Regions from separate parts of the Sus scrofa genome. Here region 1 is linked to region 2. The links are chromatin contacts, called in public Hi-C maps. All regions are on one chromosome and are shown on one strand. Each heading gives the region's core, a stretch centred on a gene start, on an enhancer-like site or on the middle of the called end of the contact. The rest is flanking DNA. Distances are from core to core; before and after follow the strand shown.

Region 1 (2,700 bases), core at 145-2,644, 1.3 Mb after region 2:
AGCCACAGCAACGGGGGATCCGAGCCGTGCCTGCAATCTACACCACAGCTCAGGGCAATGCCAGATCCTTAACCCACTAAACAAGGCCAGGGATCAAACCCACAACCTTATGGTTCCTAGTCGGATTCATTAACCACTGCGCCATGACGGGAACTAGATAGTACCCTTCTAATTGTAATAATTCTCATGCAGGTTCCCCCCCACACACACACACCTCAACATCCAGCATAATCTTCTCCATTACTCAAGGGGCGTGGGGCTTGGAAATGGCTGGTGGGTACCTGGCATCTGGGGAGATGAACAGCAGGAGAAGTGAGTTGTCAGGTAGATGTGAAAGTGGAAGTTTGAGCCACTACGGGATCTTAGAGTCCACGATTGGTTTTGCTGGGTTTGTGACTTCATGATTAGACTTTGCAGCTAGGGGAGGAGACCAGACCCTCTGCATGTAGCCTGAGCACCTAGATGGCGCTGCCTCCTCTCCCTTAAGAACCAAGCCCTTGGGTATCTGTTCTGCCCAGATGTCTCTTTACGGAATATTTGGAATTCTAAGGCCCAGGTCTTTCAATAGGTTCCTGATGCCATAATTTATAGATTTCATTGCCCCAAAGATGACTGTTTGCAAAGCAGCTCTGAGCCTTTACAGATCCTGAAGAAACTCTTTCATCTGAGCATGGTTCCCCTGAAGGATACTGTGGGTAGTCAGAATAGACCAAAGTTTGGAAGGTCTGGCATTGATTTCGGTCTCCTTGCCCTTTTCCAGAATTCTCTCCTGAAAGAGTCAGTCCTCTGAAAACCCAGAATCTCTCTCCAGTCCACATGCAGATTGAGCTCCAGGCTGTTCCCCCTACTCTGCAAGTGGGAGTGAAAAGCAACTATAATCCCTATCTTCTTTGCCAGTGCCCTCTCAGACAAGCCTATTATAGATTTCTAGAACATTTCTGCATTCCTGTGGAATTCATTCCATCATTTCGGAATAATACAGAGATACCATTTGGTCATTTAAATCTGTCTCCCCCCTCCAGGCACAGATAGAGATCTGCCCATCACTGCTGGTAAAACCTGACTTAAAAAGAGGTTAGCTGGTGAATTAATGGCAAGAATGCATGGAGTCACATGCTTTCAAACCAATTAGCAATACAGATGAGCTAGCAAGTCAAGTTCCATTTATAGGGTGGGGGAGGGGAGAAGTCAAATAATCTGTGTTTTTAAGTGTTTCTGAGAAATGAAGACCTCCAGGGCAGAGAGAAGGCGGATCAGGAAATAGCTATGCAAATCGCATGCCTGTGAAATTACTAAAACTTTGATCAGAGGCATTAACAATGGCTCCAGTACTCACAAGTATGAAATAAGGAGTGAGTAAGGCAGGGCATGTTTGGAAGGGATTTCAAAAGTGTTTACTTCCATGGTTTGTTGAGCAGTCAATGAAGTCCACGGCTATTTTAGACTGAAGTTGCCCGAGCAGTCCAGGTATGACAAATGTAGTAATACATTCCATTCTCATTAGTGACTCTTGGGGATCTCAGTGACACAGAGTCAAAATGACTGGACCTCATATAAAGCCTGCCTTTTTTTTTTTTTTCCACCCTCTTTCTAAGGACACTACTGCTCACCCTTCCACCAGCTGTAGGAGAAGGCCTGGATTCTGAGAGAGGGTAGTTCCCTGGAAATGCTAAATTGCTATTAGTATTCAGTGGGATTCAGGCAACATTAAGGTATGACTTGGGCTAAAGCAAACAGGGAAACTCCAAGCGGCCATGATGTCGCAGCTGGCAAGTGTGACACTTCACACCCCTGGGTCCCTGTTCAGGGCTGTCTGGTCTTGAGGGTATTTGAGGCTCTCATCTCAGTTCCCAACTCTGGACTCATCTTTTTTTTTTTTTTTTTTTTTTTTTAAACGGCATATGGAAGTTCCCAGGCTAGGGGTCAAATAGGAGCTGTGGTTGCTGGCCTATACCACAGCCACAGCAGCTCAGGATCCAAGCCACATCTGCAACCACAGCTCATGGCAATGCCGGATCCTTAATCCACTGAGTGAGGCCAGGGAATCAAACCCATGTCTTCATGGATACTAGTCAGGCTCCTTACTGCTGAGCCACAACAGGAACTCCCTGCTTGTCCATCCTAAATGGAATGTTTGCATCTAACCCCCAACTCCCAGTCCATCCCACTCCCTTCCCTCACCCCCTTGGCAACCACCAGTCTGTTCTTTATGTCTGTGTAGACTCATATTTTTAATGCCTTTATTTGAGAAAAAAATATTACACTTAAAAAGGAAACTGTCAGAATAATTTTTTTAAAAATGGTAATACTCTTGTATCCTTTTTTTTTTCTCCCTAACCGTGCCTATTGCTTTAAATTCATCATTTAAGTTAGAAAGTTCCCCCAAGATAGAGTTGTGCTTCTTAGTGGTCCAGTGTGTTCATATCTCAGAAGCAACAGTTGCTTCTCAAACATTTCTATTGGGTGTGGAAAATTATTTATAGGAGAACAGAATAAAAGTAAACTTTTTATGATGTTCTTAAAGGTATATATAATTAATGCTTTGTGAATTCATGGGCAGATTCAAGCAGTTATCAGATTCTGAGTACCAGGAGCTGCAGTTTTCTGGCCCCACTCTGTTCGGTGTGGAGTATATGGAATATAACTGTGGATTGGAATTAAAATTTTCAGGGAATCATTTATAAATTTAAAAGAAAAAAT
Region 2 (2,700 bases), core at 164-2,663:
ACGAGAGAGAGAGAGGAAGATAGCCTTGAAGACTAGAGTGATACAGCTACACGCTAAGATGTGCCACCCACCACCACAAAGTCCAAGAAGCAAAGAACAGACTGTTCTTTGAACCCTACAGCCCTTGGAGAGAGTGTGGCCTTACCAACACGTTGATTTGGTTTTGTTTTGGTTTTTTGTTTTGTTTTGTTTTGTTTCCTTCTTACAGCTGCACCTGCAGCATATGGAAGTTCTCAGGCTAGGGGTCAAATTGGAGCTTCAGCTGAAGCCTGCTCCACAGCCACAGCAACACTGGATCTGAGCCGCATCTGCTACCTACACCAAAAGTTGTGGCAATGCCAGATCTTTAACCCACTAAGCAAGGCCATGAATCAAACCCACATCCTCATGGACACTATATTGGGTTCTTAACCTGCTGGGCCACAACAGAGAACCCCAACACCTTGATTTTTGGCTCAGTGTAACTGCTTTCGGACTTCTGACCTCCAGAAATGTAAAAGAATTTTCCGTTGTTTCTAGGCATCAGGAAAAAAAAATTGCTGTGGTGATTTTTTTATGTCAACCATGGGAATCTATGTGGTAGGTGTTGGGGAGATGGCAATAAAGGAAAAGCAGCCTTCAGGGAGCTTATACTTCCGCAGTGGAAGACAGTGAACAGATACATAAATGCACAGTCTAATGCCAGACAATGCTGCTGGCTCCATACTAAACATAAAGCAGCTGGTGGAAGCCCACAGAGCCTGGGAGAGGGGTAAGTAGACAGTAAGCTGGGTGGGGTGTGCAGAGCTCTGTAGGCTGTGAATGATAAGGAGATAAGGGCTTCGTATTTTCTTTTAAGTATGGATTTGCGGATCCTCCATTTGTGTGGGAAGCCATTGGGTTCCTCTTCAAGTCGTTCTAAGAGGGGCTGGAACCCTTCTATTGGCTGAAGTTCCTGTCCTGGGTTAGCTCTTTGAATTTGCTCTGCTCCCCGGGAGATTTCTTTAACCTCTCTAAGGTTTAATGTCTTTAACTTAGGTTGGAGTAACCAGTTAGTTCATAAAGGCGCTTGCTCTTAAAATAAACCAAAGCTCACAACCCCTTTCTGAACTGGGAAGCCACAGTCAGAAACACAATGGCTTCTCTGGCCGTGACGATCCCATTCGCGACCACTAGAGGGAGGCGGGCGAGGCGACCATTGCAGAATTGAATTGTTAAAAAAAAATTGAGGGCGTGTTGTTGAAAAAAGAAAGAAAGAAAAAAAAATCCTTCACTCACTCCCAAGGTCTGCTTTTAATTATACTGAGGGCTAGACTCTTAACCACACACATTTCAGCCAATCCTAGATGGCCCAGGCTCCTTTTTCACCCTCAAAGCCGTCAAGCCACAGGCGATGCACTTTCAGACCAGAGAAGCGGAACCAAGAGTCACGGATACCGGGTCCCACCCCCTGGCCCTGTCCTCGGGAGCCTTCCCGAATAGAGAGCAGCTTGGGATCAACTGCCCTAACTCATGATGGCCAAAGCTGAGATGTGACTGCAAGTGCCCTTCTAAATTCTTCCAGGGGTAATTATAGAATTACTCTTTCCTCTTCGTGTTGTGTTAGAGGCTGGCAAGCGATCCCTCTTTCCCCCACATCAAAGTAGAAACAAAGTCATTTGGAGTTCCTGTAATGAAAACCTCGATTTCTGGAGAGTTAAAGGCCCTTTGAAGAAAATTGCAAGGGGAGGTAGATTTTGGACGCACTTTCAGCACATTTTGTTAAAGCTGTGGGAGGATGTGATAATGACCATTAAAAGACTCTTTTTCCTCCGATTAATCTTTCTTACATCTACATCCAGAAGCTGAAGAAATCGGGGTCTATGGAAAAGATTCACTCATGTATTCATTGAGTAAACTTTTGCCCTTTTTTCTTATTGTGGCATAATTTCGGACTGACTGAAAATTACATGAATGATGCAAAGAATTTCTGAACTTCCTTTTCCCAGATTCCAAATATTCAAATTTTACCACCTTTGCTCTTTTCTTTCCTCCCCTTTCCTCCTATTGTCTTCTGAACTGAGTCAACAGCAGAAATGATACTTTTCCCCTATTTACTGTGTATTTCCTAAAAACAAGAGCATTCTCTGACATAACCACTGTACAAGTAATCTAGATCAAGAAATTAACAGATGTTATTCTCTAATTTAAGGACTTTATTCAGGTTTTTACAATTGCCATTAATATTATTTTCACAGTAAAAGAAACCCCTGTGTCATATATAGCATTTGCTTGTCATACCTCTCTAAGCTACTTTAAACAAACCATTTCTTGGTTTTTGCTTTGTTTTTATTCCTATTTTTAAAATACATATGTTGATGTTTTTGAAAAGTACAAGCAAAGTTTTTGGTAGAATGTCAGTGTGATGTTACTTTGTGATTAGACTCAGGATGTGCATTTTTGTTAGGAATACCATAGGAATTACATTGTGTCTTTCCAGTAAATTACATGGGGAGCCGTGATGTTGATTTGTCCCATCACTGGTGATGTTAACTTTCATCATTTGTTAAGACAGTAGTAAACATACTATGAAAGCTATAAAATATATATTAACACATATAATATAAGTGCAGTATAACATGTAAGTGAACTCTAATCTAATCTCTAATGTAATGTAAATATGATATAATAATGTAATATGTGTTAGGCTAGTGGTTCTTAAACTTCTGGTCTTATCCTAGA

Evidence for each region. A called contact is a pair of places that touch in the nucleus more often than the background predicts.
Region 1: a contact with region 2 is called in a Hi-C map of embryonic fibroblasts, with 4 times the contacts expected there. The contact joins two enhancer-like sites. A contact is called at or near these places in 2 of 47 Hi-C or Micro-C datasets (embryonic fibroblasts and fetal skeletal muscle).

What each region holds. Positions count from the first base shown.
Region 1 is chr14:65,544,942-65,547,641 of Sscrofa11.1, forward strand. The region is part of intron 4 of ARID5B (AT-rich interactive domain-containing protein 5B); the gene reads left to right. Among named protein-coding and RNA genes, the nearest start is that of ARID5B, 140 kb to the left of the region's middle. Within about 2 kb of position 1,395, at least 18 of the 83 cell types and tissues checked have an H3K27ac peak or open chromatin away from gene starts, as enhancers often do. A contact at or near this core is called in embryonic fibroblasts, where this site is marked.
Region 2 is chr14:64,279,453-64,282,152 of Sscrofa11.1, forward strand. No RefSeq gene overlaps it. Among named protein-coding and RNA genes, the nearest start is that of CDK1, 47 kb to the left of the region's middle. Within about 2 kb of position 1,414, at least 61 of the 83 cell types and tissues checked have an H3K27ac peak or open chromatin away from gene starts, as enhancers often do. A contact at or near this core is called in embryonic fibroblasts, where this site is marked.